Regions from separate parts of the Triticum aestivum genome. Here region 1 is linked to region 2. The links are chromatin contacts, called in public Hi-C maps. All regions are on one chromosome and are shown on one strand. The core of a region is the stretch at or near the end of the contact, and the rest is flanking DNA. Distances in the headings are between cores, read along the strand shown.

Region 1 (7,203 bases), core at 4,650-7,149, 55 kb after region 2:
TTGAACCGTTAAGTTGACCGTTATGACAACTGGACCCCACACGTCAGCATCACCTTCTTCTTCCTACTCCCCCCTCTCCCTCCCTTTGGCATTTCAACAAACACCTTACCAGCAGTAGAGCACCACACCGGCAGCCAGCTCGATGGACCGCAGCACACCGGCGAGCTGCTGCCACCTGGCGCGCGACCTGGCCGGCGCCGTTACTTAGGTGCTCGCGTTAGTGGTCGTAGTCTAGAGGCCGGCCGTCGCGAGGTGGTGGTCGGTGATGGCCTCGGGAGAGCCATGGGGCGGCGCAGGCAGGAGGACGCTGGGAGGCGGCGGAGCTGGATGGAGCACAGGGCAAGGAGGAAGCCATCGACGACGCACTCGGCAATGAGGGCCAACAGCACAACAGCGGCAGGAGGGAGGCGATAGTGGTGGACGGCAAGGGAGGCAAGCAGCTCGGTCCTGGCGTCAGGCAGGTGTCGCGGAGGAGATGCAGGAGGGCTGCGAGCGAGGCAGGGAGGGGCGCTTGGGGCCGGCCATGGCTGGCGGTGGAGGCGGGGAACGAGGAAGCAGAGGAGTGAGAGGGATGGGGTTCACGGAGGCCGGCGGCGTTGGAGTGGAGTGGTGTGAGGGTGTGGCTGCGGGTGTCGCTCAGTTGTTGAAGAATCGACGACCGAAGGAAGGGAAGGTGGGCTGGCATGGAGCTCCAACGACGGACGAAGCAGAGGCCGAGGCGCCATGGCAGGGCGAGCTCACGCGCGTGAGAAGCGGAGGCAGGGAGGAAGGGAAAGGAGAGGTGGCAGGGGGCGAAGGGGCTGAGGAGCTCGCCGGCGGAGAGAGGGAGGTCCGGCAAGTCTTCCACCGCGGCAGAGGTGCTTGCTACAATTCCAAAGAGAGAGCGAGAGAGAGAGAGAGAGATAGATAGATTAGGAGGAAGAAGAAGGTGATGCTTGTGATAACGGTCAACTTAACGGTTCGAAATAACGGAGTTGTCTTTCCCGCCACGTCAGCCCTGACAGACGGGCCCCGCATGTCATAAACGCGTTTAAATCGTCTAAACTGGTCATTTTCTGAAAGCTGTAGTTTTTAGTTACAAAATTAACTTTTTTTGGTAGTTATCAATCAATTTTTTGAATGTGGTAGTTTAGTGGGACGGCAACCTCTAATATGGTAGTTTTTTGTCAAACACTCTGGCAGTCGTTATAAAATTAACGTTCATGCACAGAGGCTCGGGATGTTGGTCTTGGTCGTCGGCGCCAAAGATGGCCACTGCCGCGGGCGGGAGGGTGAAAGAGAAAACTGAAAAGGGATTGGGGGAAGAACAGCTACAGCAGAAGCCAGAAGGGACCAAGGATAATCTCTGGTGGTTAAGAGGAAGGGGAAGGCCACTGCCGGCGACATCCGCGGCGGGGCGGCACGATGGCCCCTAACCCTAGCACGTCTGGGCAGCGGCGGCTCAGACTAACCTATCGATTTTCGGCCTCATACCATATATACTTTGCACCGGTTCTTGGGCACAACCCAAACCCAAACCGAACCGGACTGGTTTTCCATCTCTCAATCCAATCCAATAGAGACCAAACCTTCATACAGAGACCAAATCAAAAACCAAATAAGAGACCAAAAACCAAGTTTCGGAAAAAATCACTACTCCCAGACTGCTTTATACTCCTACCTGTCATCCACTTTCCAGTAGTTTGCTGCAGTGACCGAAGTTTTCGATGCAATATTATTTGTGTAGATGTTTTCTTTTCTGCAATCACTGAAGCAAAATTGGTCAGCATTAATAGTCATGCAATGTCCCTTGCTTCCTTGTATATATCCTGCCAGGGTAATGACAAGATTATCGAGTATGCATGTGTCTTGTATGACTACGAGTTGGTATGCGGGACCAAGCATTCTGAATGCTTGCAAAGATGCGGTAAGATCCTCCAAGAGGTATCCGGCATTCAGTGCGAAGGATGGAGCGCGATGAAACTTGCGACAGCTTTGAAGATTTTAATCTTCCCTGATGACGACGACGAAGCATATCCCGAACTGGTAAATCATAGACCAAGTAATACTTTTTTAAAATTGCCCTTACCATGTTCCTGCTGTACATTACACTTGATGGGAACTTTGCATTAGGTAGTTGTCAAAAAAAAAGGAACGTCGCATCATGTAAATACGCCCATGGTTGCTTATTTCAGGAATTCTCAGGAGATGAGCTCTATAAGTTGAGGAATGATGGGTCACTCTACGACGGAAAACTTCTGAAGCGGAGCTGTATGTGCGTGTGCAACGAGATGGTGCGGGCCCGTAAACTTATGGCCACTACGCAGTGGCGGATCCAGGAATTCAACTTTGGGTGTTCAAAAAAAAATTCCAGCCAAAACCGACATTTGTTCCTGTTTCAGCCTAGTCTTCAATTTTTTTTACTGTTTTTATTGCTAATGAAATCAATCAAATTAGATCAGGACAGTGACTCTCTAAATTCATATCAGCGAATGCAATTTCATATTGGAACTCTGTATGGGATTCACCTTAGGCTTAGGATTGAGATTGTTGGCAGTTGGAACAAGACCGAGACGTGCCCGGCAAGTTTGACAAATTTGACCTATGGACGAAATCAAATCACAAAATGAACTGTCCGTGAAACTATTTCACGCGCCTGACCTTTTTGTGTGACGCCCGACACGAAGGCGCCACACTACACTGTGCAACGCCTCACAGATAGGCGCTACACGGCCAGCGTCGCACCCGTGTGATCCGAAAATTACTAAGTCAGTGTGCAGCGCCTGAAAGCTAGGCGCCACACTATACAGTGTAGCGCCTAGCTCCTAGGCGTTGCACTAGTGCAGCGCCTGAGAGCTAGGCGCCACGGGTCAGTCGCGTGAAATAGTTTCACGGACAGTTCATTATGTGATTTGATTTCGTCTATAGGTCAAATTTGTCAAATTTGCCGACGTGCCCGGCGTCAACAATCTTGACGGCGGCCCTCGCGCCGCTCATCCCCACCGGATGACCCGTCACCTGTATGTCCTAGTGTACTGCAGTATTGGCACCAACGGCGGCGGACATGGCACTGCCGTACTGTACGGCTTTGAACATGGGGATCCATCCCATCCAGTGTCGGCAGCTTGGTCGAGCTCTCCATCGGTACAGCCGCACCGAGCACCGCCGTGGTCATCCGCGTCAGCCTCTCAGGCGCCGACTGGCGGCTGATTTGGACTGAATGAGTTTTTTTTAGCAATGGACTAGTCTTTCGATGCGTGAGGGCACTGAGCTCTGCGCACAAGTGACTGGTTGCTGCTCCAGGGCTGCTGCCAACTAAGCTATTGGCCTGTTGGCTAGGTAGGCTGCTGCGTAGTCTTTTTTTTTTGTCATATGTATAGCTATATTTTTGTTTGCACGAGTTTTTGGGTGTACATCTGTACACCCATGACCTGTGGTGGATCCGCCCCTGCCACTACGGAGATACGACTGGAGTTGTTGATCATGGAGTCAGAGGAAGCGCGTGAAGAGTCTGAAGCTGAGCAAGAAATGGCCGAGAGCTGTGAAGCGGTTGTGAAAAGGAGAAGCTGTTAGTGATCTCCAACAGCAGCAGGCGCTCATGCTATGGCGTCGGATGACATGGCCGGCGGCCTGCGCGAGGGAGAAGCCTTCTAAAACGACCATGGCCACCACGCAATACAAGATTGTATTAGAGTTGAGAGTTGCATTTGAACTCTACCAAAAGGCTGAGCAAGGTAAAATATGGACTTGTCTCCGCAGTAAGAGAGTTCAATATTCACTGATGGCATTTTACATCTCCACAGTAACATGGGCAGGTACATACAGCTATGAGTAAACACAGGAGCAGAATAATGACCTATTGACCTATAGGATAAGGACATATATAGTTCATCCTTGCACTTGTGTTTGCCAGATTAACATTTATGCCGATGTTTTTCTTGGCGCCAGATGATTCCTCCTGCTGACCTTACGACGTGGTTTCTGTTTCTCAAAAGTAACGATGTAGTCGCGGTAAGGTGGGATCCGAGATCTCCATGCCAACACATCAAACCTGTCTTCATCATCAGGAATTTCAGCACCGGTTAGCAGTTGTTGCCATGTCAGTTTCGGCAGCTCACTTTGCTCCGGGCCAGTCTCCCTCAAATCGTAAGCCCAACATCCTTGAATCTTAGCCCCCACATAGGACGACTTGGTGAAGTTGACAGGGATATTTCTCTCGAAAAGGTCCTCGGGGTGTATGCCGAAGGAGCCGTGCGTCCGAACTAGTTCTCTTATCCTCAGTAACATGTTGCACCAAAATTTAGTATCAGGATTAGCTCTTAATACCCCACCAATTATATTTGCACCAAGAAAAGATCCATTTAGGTGAGTAGCCAACTGCATTCCCAGAGATGCCAGTCTTGGGTTCTCATCAGGATCCATGCTTCCAAAGGCAAGTGCCTTGAAGAAGTACCAGTATTCTTCTTGGGGCAAACTCTTCATCCTGATGGGTTGGGCAGTTCCCATTTTAGCAACTTGATCTGTTGTGCCTATCACTACAATTTTACTCCAAGCACCTGGCATCTTCTGCAGGCATGATCGGAAGTTCTCCCATGCCACCGCATCCACATCCCAGCTGAAATCAACAACAAATAAGTACTTCCCCGAGCCTGCCTTGCAGTTCGCCGCAAATTCTCCAATATGCGGGTCATCGCCTTTATAGAAAAACATGTGGGAGAAACGACCCCGCACCCTCTCATCCCTGCAAGCATGTTGCACCAGAGTTTTCTTTCCGACTCTGCACGGGCCGATGATCGGAAGGATGCAGAAATTTGTTCCGTCATGACTATCATCACTGCATAGTAAGAAGTTGAGGAGTTGCTCTTTCTCGATGTGGCGACCAAACATGCACTTATCCATGTGTAGATATGTATCGTATGGCTGGCGAGACAGGCGAGGGCAGCTGCCAAGGAGCATCACAAACTCTCTCATATCTGCGGTATGAGCCTCCAAACTTTCAAGAACACTTTTCAACTTTGTTGTGCTCCCGGCCCCAAATGCTACTGGTGTGTTCTTCGTTATAGAAGCAGCAACAGCCAAACGAAGGCGCTTGGCGGTATTAAAAGTAGAAACGGCAAAAGATTGGCTCCGATAACTCACCTCGTCATCCTCGACGCTCTCTTCTCCAAGGGACTGGACCCTGAGCCTGTCCAGCATGTAGTACCCAAGGTACATACCCTCGATGAGCGCCTTCAGCTGCCGGAGCATCCCTCGATTTGTGATGCGCCGCCCCTCTGCTTCTTCAACAACGGTGTGCATCCTCAGCAAGATGCGTTCCAACCTTCTACGATCCTCCTCCTCACATGTGTGGGTGCCATAATTTTGAGCCAGGAAAGAGATGAACCTGCCGACAAGATCGCCCGCAACTGCTGAAATCAGAACCTCCATGCTGAGCTGAGATGAGACCTCCCTGGGAGCAATGACGAATGGAAGATAATTTGCAAAGAGCAGCAACACGATTCCGGAGGTGACATGAAGGGGTCGGTCAATAAAGGCTGCAGTCTTCCAGAAGCATGACCTTTTCAATAAAGCATAATCGGTGACTGAATGAAGTTCGCACAGTTGAATATTCCTACACCACAAAAAGTATTTATTTCAGTCTTCTGTTTATACATTGTAAAGAATGCAGCTGGAAGAACCATGTGGACCAAATACAAGAGTGTCACTTTCAGACTATTTTGATGTTTCTCTATTTTGTGCAGATGAGCAAAAAGTTAACAAAATAAAGACAGCTACTGATGGGATAGAAAAATAATAAGATGGCTCACCAACCAAATAAGATTTCCACAAAACTTGTCACTGCATACTCTTACTGCAAAGATTAAGAACATCGTAGCACAGGTCATCATGGGCATTTTCCTGAACAATATCAATCGTTACTCGGATGCTAAGCTCTCCAAAACATTAACAAATTTAGCACCCATGGCCACTCACGATTTTGTTTTACGTAATATTCCTCTGTAAATAGTTTATAGTGATCTAAAACGTCTTATATCTGTTTACGGAGGGAGTAACTATTAAGCACCCGGTAAGAATAAAGGAAAATAACCACGTGAAGTCCAAAACTGCAAAGCCTACATAGTATTGGTCGAAGGTGCATTGTATAGCATACTACACTGTAACAGCTACGTACAATATATAGTATTTGTTTCAAAGAGGCAGTAAGGACGTGCAGGCATCATTATTTCAGATGAACTCATGACGACAGGTTGCTTGTTTTTCAGACACGGAGATTATTCAGTTATGGTTGTAACGAGAAAGAATCACAAATTCAGAATGCAATGCCTAAGATAGTAAGATGGCCTTTATGGAATGAAGTACTCTGGGACCAGGGACGAAACAGAGCACGCATGCAGATGCAGCTAGCGGAAACAGAGGAGCTGCTTCATGCATGCTCTGTTTCCAGCAACCAATGCAAGCCTTTATTTCTTCTTCTTTTTTGACAGCCATCTTATTACATGGTCTAGAAGATAATTTGGCTGTTTTAAAATTTAGACCATAATGGGAAGGAAGAAGAAATTTAGGCCATCTTATTACAGATGGGTATATGCTCCTCGCAGCTCCCTTTGCTGTCATAGTTAGTAACACACTGATCATCTCAGCAATTCTTACTCTTGTATAATCAGTCACTGTAATCGTGCGGTGTTCAGTTAAACTGTATCACACATACCAGAAATGAGAAGCGCAGAGGATTGTTGGTAATTCTTCCAAAGACCCTTCTTTTTCAAATACAAATACACTCCTAGCTTGAAGAAGTATCAGAGAAGATGAGCTTCGAGAGCTTTCCATATTGCACAGATTTGGATGTGAGCTGGATCTCCCTCCAGAGCGGCATTATACTAGTACGTCACAGGTTCATCACATATTTCCTAGACTTTTCTCCTGAATCAGTACGCTATAACATTCAGTACTGTAGTATTATTTCAGGGCAGCAAGCAGCAGAAGAGGTCGTAATAAACCATCACGTCATCATCACACAAATCCACGAGAGTGAGGACACATGCAACAGCCGCCTCTTGTGCCTGCATACCCTTTAATCGTCTCTAAACATCCTCTAATTAGTAGTACAGTATATTACAAGCATGTCAATCCTAGAACAACGGGAGCAAACCACAACACACCAAATTCCTAGCTATGAACATATTTATTTATTTAATCACTATGCCTTCTTCTAAGTCACGGCTG
Region 2 (7,447 bases), core at 4,873-7,372:
GGCCGGGGGGCGTCACAAGGAGCTCATGCGTCAGCTGGGTGCGACCGTTGCCAGCGGTTCTGAGGGCCAGATCACTGAGGAGGAGGAGTGGATTCAGCAGCACTGTCCGTGGACCGATTCAGACACCGAGCAGTTTCCGACTGAGGATGGCAGTGCGGATGACCCTGCCAGGATGTGATGAGAGAGCTGCTCAGTTTGCTATCACCTGGAGCCGTAGCAACGCTCTTTGCCCTTTTGGTGTCTCGATGCCAAAGGGGGAGAGAGTTTAGGGATTTGTGCTTTGTGGTGTCGTCGTTTCTTGTCCTTTCTTTGTGGTGTCGTTGTGTTTTCTCGCCATTTGCTTTATTTGGTTTTGTGCCAATGAGTCCTAAGTTCCAGACATATGGTGTGAGACATATGCTACCTTATCTTTATCTATGTCTATCTAGTACTTTGGTATCTTATGAGTTGCTTGCTTATCCTGTTATATACCCTGCTCTCATGTATCCTATGCTTAGGTTGTTGGACTATAAAATATAGGGGGAGTGTTGATCCTAATGTGTGTGTCTTGCATTCCAAAGGCACTACTAACTAGGTGCACACATTCAGGGGGAGCCCGTCTATATTTTGTAGTTCTAAGTATCCTTACTTTCATGTCGTATCCTTGTGCAAATCCCTGGTTGTCATCAATCCACCAAAAAGGGGGAGATTGTTAAGGCATATCTCTCTAGATGTAGTTTTGGTGATTGATGACAACATGTTTGCGGAATAATCGTGTGCTTTGAGCATTTCAGAGATTCATCCTTTGGCACGAGACGATTTCTTTCCCCTCGGAGTGTTATTCAAGACGGTGTAGCTCTTTCGTTTCTATTTTGGTGAACTAGTTCTGTAGGAGTCACCATACTATCAAGAGGGGGTCCGCTTTGGTAAGGCTAGGGTGGAATCAACACGCACACATCCTTTTCACACCCTCTGAGCCTTTCCGCTTCAATGGAGAGCTCATTCCCCTTCCTATGTGCTTCGTTTGGTCCCAGCGGTAGTACCGTTGTGCCCAACGGTAGTACCGCTTAGGAGTCACAGGCGGCAGTACCGCTCGGCAGCGGTAGTACCGCCGGTGGGTCCTCAGCCGTAGTACCGCTGCGGTACCAGGCTCCTACCGCGTCGACTCGAGGGGGTCGCTTCTCGTGTCGGATTGTGCGGCACTAAGCAGCGGCAGTAGAGCGGTAGTGCCGCTCATGAGCGGTAGTACCGCCCTACCACCGCGGCAGTACCGCATTGGGTCCAACTCCTGCTCTCTCACCAGCCCTCCCAGACTGCACGGCAGTACCGCGAGGGGGAGCGGTAGTACCGCTGGCCACAGCGGTAGTACCGCCCCCACCTGCGGCAGTACCGCCCTCTGCGGGGCTGTTTAGGGGGGTAACGGTTGGATTGTTCCCCCCTCTATAAAAGGGGTCTTCTTCTCCAAAGTTGACTTACCTCTTCCCCCAAAAGCTCCATTGTTGCTCCAAGCTCTATTTTCGCCCGATCTCTCTCCCTAGCCAATCAAACTTGTTGATTTGCTTGGGATTGGTTGAGAAGGCCCCGATCTACACTTCCACCAAGAGAAATTTGATTCCCCCCACTAATCCCTAGCGGATCTTGTTACTCTTGGGTGTTTGAGCCCCCTAGACGGTTGAGGTCACCGCGGAACCATAGTCCATTGTGGTGAAGCTTCGTGGTGTCGTTGGGAGCCTCCAATTAAGTTGTGGAGATTGCCCCAACCTTGTTTTTAAAGGTTCGGTCGCCGCCTCCAAGGGCACCAATAGTGGAATCACGACATCTCGCATTGTGTGAGGGCGTGAGGAGAATACGGTGGCCCTAGTGGCTTCTTGGGGAGCATTGTGCCTCCACACCGCTCCAACGGAGACGTACTTCCCCTCAAAGGGAAGGAACTTCGGTAACACATCCTCGTCTTCACCGGCTTCACTCTTGGTTATTTCGTGCCTTTACTTTTGCAAGCTTATTTGTGATATATCCCTTGCTTGCTCGTGTGCTTGTTGTTGTTGTTGTTGGGAATCGTAGCATAATTTTAAAATTTTCCTACGTTCACCAAGATGCATCTATGGAGTCTACTAGCAACGAGGGGAAGGGAGTGCATCTACATACCCTTGTAGATCGCGAGCGGAAGCGTTCCAATGAACGTGGATGACGGAGTCGTACTCGCCGTGATCCAAATCACCGATGACCGAGTGCCGAACGGACGGCACCTCCGCGTTCAACACACGTACGGTGCAGCAACGTCTCCTCCTTCTTGATCCAGCAAGGGGGAAGGAGAGGTTGATGGAGATCCAGCAGCACGACGGCGTGGTGGTGGATGTAGCGGGTCTCGTGCAGGGCTTCGCCAAGCTTCTACGAGAGAGAGAGGTGTTGCAGGGGAGGAGGGAGGCGCCCAAGGCTGTTGTGTGCTGCCCTCCCTCCCCCCTTTATATAGGCCCCTGGGAGGGGGGGTGCGCCAGCCCCAAGAGATGGGATCTCAAGGGGGCGGCGGCCACAAGGGGGGGAAGGGGTTGCCTTGCCCCCCAAGGCAAGGGGGAACTCCCCCTAGGGTTCCCAACCCTAGGCGCATGGGGGGAGGCCCAAGGGGGGCGCCCCAGCCCACTAGGGGCTGGTTCCCTTCCACTTTCAGCCCACGGGGCCCTCCGGGACAGGTGGCCCCACCCGGTGGACCCCCGGGACCCTTCCGGTGGTCCCGGTACAATACGGATAACCCCCGAAACTTTCCCGGTGGCCGAAACTGGACTTCCTATATATAATTCTTCACCTCCGGACCATTCCGGAACCTCTCGTGACGTCCGGGATCTCATCCGGGACTCCGAACAACTTTAGGGTTTCCGCATACATATATCTCTACAACCCTAGCGTCACCGGACCTTAAGTGTGTAGACCCTACGGGTTCGGGAGACATGCAGACATGACCGAGACGCCTCTCCGGTCAATAACCAACAGCGGGATCTGGATACCCATGTTGGCTCCCACATGCTCCACGATGATCTCATCGGATGAACCACGGTGTCGAGGATTCAATCAATCCGTATGCAATTCCCTTTGTCAATCGGTATGTTACTTGCCCGAGATTCGATCGTCGGTATCCCAATACCTTGTTCAATCTCGTTACCGGCAAGTCTCTTTACTCGTACCGCAATGCATGATCCCGTGACTAACGCCTTAGTCACATTGAGCTCATTATGATGATGCATTACCGAGTGGGCCCAGAGATACCTCTCCGTCACACGGAGTGACAAATCCCAGTCTCGATCCGTGCCAACCCAACAGACACTTTCGGAGATACCCGTAGTGCACCTTTATAGTCACCCAGTTACGTTGTGACGTTTGGCACACCCAAAGCACTCCTACGGTATCCGGGAGTTGCACGATCTCATGGTCTAAGGAAAAGATACTTGACATCGGAAAAGCTCTAGCAAACGAAACTACACGATCTTTTATGCTATGCTTAAGTTGGGTCTTGTCCATCACATCATTCTCCTAATGATGTGATCCCGTTATCAATGACATCCAATGTCCATAGTCAGGAAACCATGACTATCTATTGATCAACGAGCTAGTCAACTAGAGGCTTACTAGGGACACTTTGTGGTCTATGTATTCACACATGTATTACGATTTTCGGACAATACAATTATAGCATGAATAATAGACTATTATCATGAACAAAGAAATATAATAATAACCATTTATTATTGCCTCTAGGGCATATTTCCAACAGTTGTTGCATCATATAGGTTGCTCACCTAGTTGCATATCTAGACAACCTACTTTGATGCAAAGTTTAAATTGGTAAAGAAAAGCTAAAAATTGTTAGTTGCCTATTCAACCCCCCCTCTAGTCAACTATATCGATCCTTTCAGAGGGGACCTTTGATATTCATGATGTATGTGTTCATCTACAACGTCAAGATCAATTAAAATTAATTTGCAAGCATCATCCATAAACAAATTCATCATCATTATTCTAAAGATATTAAAACAATATATATCAATATTTGTGGCTAAATTATTTACTTACAAAGTGGCATAATATAAAACAACATTATGACAGACTGTTTTGTGTGTATGTGTGTGTGTGTGACTGAGGACAAACCAATTACAATTAGATATTTTCTCCACTCACATGCACTGTAAGACGTAGTACTGTACCAAAGAAAGAAGCCTCATCACACTCTCTTCCCTAGCACAACAGCTTTACAACCATAGTCAGCCCACTTGCGCTTTTGTCATAACCACAATCCAAACAAACGGAGGCACAATCATGGTGCCAACACGTGGATTTTCAAAGAACATATAAGAGTGTATCTGCCCGGAGACGAGAATAATTGTTTATCACAAATGCATGCCTTTTGTCCATTGTTCTATTAGTAGTACTATTTTATTAGTAGTATTGTTGATTAGGGGGGGGGGGGGGAGGTTGCATGTTAGTCGAGATGTCTCTCTTAGCATGTTTCATGCATAGTGAAATTATCGAGCTCTACGATGGCGGGTGGACGAGGAGAGGAGGCTGAGAGCATGTACTACGCTCCAGCATGGACAACTACCCTATTATCCACGTATGAGGAATGATTGATGTGGATAAGAGAGATGAAAAAGATGGCTGCTTGCAGACCATGATGGGATCTTGTAGAGGAGCCGGTTACTTCGATGAAAAAGTTGAGAGAGAAAAGCAAGAGGTAGGTAGGGAACATCAAGATGCTTTTATATGAGTAGTTTATCTTGTGAGAGAAAAAGGATGAATGAGGGAAGGCCTTATTTGCAAATGTGGAGAGGGGTGTGGGTATCTTTTTACAAAATTGGCATAGTTTCCTTCATATCCATCAGATATAAATCGGGCGGTCTATATTGCAGGATGGCAGGCACACCATCATCGCCAACTCTTTTTTTTAAGAGTAGTAGATACTCCATCGCGTGTATACTAGCATTGCTTATGTTTTATGTGGGTATACTATTAGAACTACCAAACAATATGTTGACCCAGTTGCAACAGATACTCTTAATATTTTTGGTGGCCCAATATTTGCAACTTCTTATTTTTGAATACATCTTTTCACTCTTAAGCTTTTAAGCGGTTCCGGCTTAGGGAACCTTCTAGAGGTTCTAGCCGTGCTTTTCCGGTTTTGGAAATGTTCTAGAAAGTATTTTTTTCTTATTATGTTTCTTTTTTATTTTTTGTTTCTCCTATTTTGTTTATTTTCTCTTTCCTTTTCCTCATTTTTCTTTTCTCTATTTCACTTTCTTTTTTATTTTCTTTCATTTCCAATTTTCATTTTCAAGTTTATTTTTTATTTAAAAAATGTTCATATTTTTCAAAATTTGTTCAATTCTTTTAGAAAATGTTCTTGTTTTCAAATTTTATTCTGAAATCCAAAAAAGTTTAGAATTTCAAAAATTATCCGCCTATTTTAGAAACAATGTTTGACAATTCAAAAAAGTTTAGAATATCAAAATTCAAAAAATGTTTACATTTTTAACTTTTATCATAAATTCAAAGTAAATTCAAAAATTTCCAAAAATGTCCCTATTTTTATAAAATTTTCATTTTTTTAAAATGTGCATGTTTTCCAATTAGTTTGCAAATTCAAATTCTTTGGGAAATTTCAGAAAATGTTTGTGTTTCGAAAAAAAATATTCATAATTTTAAAATAATCTCGACCATCAAATCAGGTCAATCCAACGATTTGGACTGCTCCAATGATGAGTGCTTAACATGTTTAGCATGCAATTAATATCGACAAAATATCAACATTAGCGCCAATCACACAATTAATCCGGAAATAATATCCTACCTAATATTTACATGCAATTAATATACATGTTTAATTTTTTTAGGGGAATGTACAGGTTACTAGTGTCCTGAAAAACACGAAATTCGTACGCAGGACCAGCGATCAATTCAAGTCCTCCCTATCCAGCAGCAGCGCGGTGGGCTTTGCGTTACAGTGTCCCGTTGCATCTTGGGCCCTCTTTCTTTTTCTCTGAATTCTATGGGCCTGAGGAACCGCTATGGAAATACTATCTGGGCCAGGCCTGCCACGCGGACGCCGTGGTGAGATGTTTTTATTTTTGAGCTGGTGAGATGATATTTCGGTTCCATGGATCCTCCCGAATTAAAGAAAACTGGTCGAAATTAGCAAGCCTGCCGTAATTTCGTACGCCCGGAGCAAACCCCTTCCCCCCCGTCTCCAGAAACCTCCCGACCCTTCCACCCACTCTCCCTCACCTCCCCATCATCCCGGCGGCAGCGGCGCTCAACCTGCTGTCCTGCAGTCCGCCGCCGTCCGCCGGCGCTGCCTCCCCCCCTCCACCCCCATTCCTGGCCGCCGCGCCCCGTGCTGCTGGCTGCTGCGGTGCGCAGCGGGGCCGTCCGCTCCTGCTGGCCCCGGCCTTCCCCCGCGGCGGCGACGAGCAGAGCAGCCGACGACGACGGCCTCCTCCGCTGCGCCCCGGCCCCGTTCTTCCGCCGCCGCGGAGCCATCCGTCCCGGGGCGAGGCCGCCGTGTTTCCGCCTCCGCTGACCGCCGCGGCCTGCTTCCCCTGCGGCGCCTCTCCACCGCTGGTAATTTTCTCACTGGTAGTCTGTAGTTGAATTGGTGTATGCCTTGTCTGATTATTGTATGGGTGTGATAACCACGAATTGGAAGTGGCATTTGCAATTTATTGTTTCTAGCATACCTGAGACAGAGATGTATGCATTGTCTGATTGTTGGTATGACTGAGACAGAGATGTCACGATTGCTGTATGCACTGTCTGATTGTTGGTAGTTTGGTATTAGTTGACTTGGTGTACGCATTGTTTGATTGTTGCATGGCTGTGATAACCACAAATTGGAAGTAACATCTGTAATGTCTTGTTCCTAGACATACCTGAGACAGAGATGTCACCAAAACGGCTGCGATCAGGGCAGGCCTCGCAGGAACCCCACCAGGCCTTCAGCATCAAGTATTTGTTGTTTGATATCTTGCTCCATATCCAGGATCCAACAACCCTTCTGCATGCTTCGCTTGTGTGTAAGGATTGGTATAGACTTAGATCCTGGTTTCCTCGACCCTTTCCGCAAAAAAACAAATTAGCCAGTTCGTCGGGTTTTTTGCTGAGTTTGATGGTGGGGATGATATAGAGTTCATACCGCTGCCACTGCCCCCTGAGTTTGCATATGTTGGCAATTTCCTATTGACTTCGTTTTCGGGTGGTCTTAGAGATGCGCAAGACATTCGTGGTGGCTCTGTTCTTCTAAAACTGGAAGACTCGATCGCCATCTCCAATCCATTCATGAAGAGTTTCTGCACATTTCCGCTAGCCCCACCTTTCCGAAATATTCATGGCCATCATTGTGGTGATTTTTACCTCTTCGATGGTGATAGCGTAGTCCGCGTGGTTGTCATCGCCATGGCTAATCTTCTGCATATTCAGTTATGTGTTC

What was found. A called contact is a pair of places that touch in the nucleus more often than the background predicts.
Region 1: a Hi-C map of leaf shows a contact between it and region 2, with 3 times the contacts expected there. The contact joins the promoter of LOC123123003 here to the enhancer-like site in region 2. A contact is called at or near these places in 2 of 5 Hi-C or Micro-C datasets (both in leaf).

What each region holds. Positions count from the first base shown.
Region 1 is chr5D:483,294,877-483,302,079 of IWGSC CS RefSeq v2.1, forward strand. LOC123123003 (disease resistance protein RGA2) reads right to left here and starts at 5,900. Exons shown (of 1, transcript XM_044543399.1): 1 at 3,717-5,900. The coding sequence starts at 5,406. The coding sequence ends at 3,901. It overlaps LOC123123002 (scarecrow-like protein 21), which reads right to left. Exons shown (of 4, transcript XM_044543397.1): 4 at 6,970-7,203.
Region 2 is chr5D:483,239,484-483,246,930 of IWGSC CS RefSeq v2.1, forward strand. It overlaps the pseudogene LOC123120957. Among protein-coding and RNA genes, the nearest start is that of LOC123122998, 44 kb to the left of the region's middle. Within about 2 kb of position 6,123, at least 6 of the 8 cell types and tissues checked have an H3K27ac peak or open chromatin away from gene starts, as enhancers often do. A contact at or near this core is called in leaf, where this site is marked.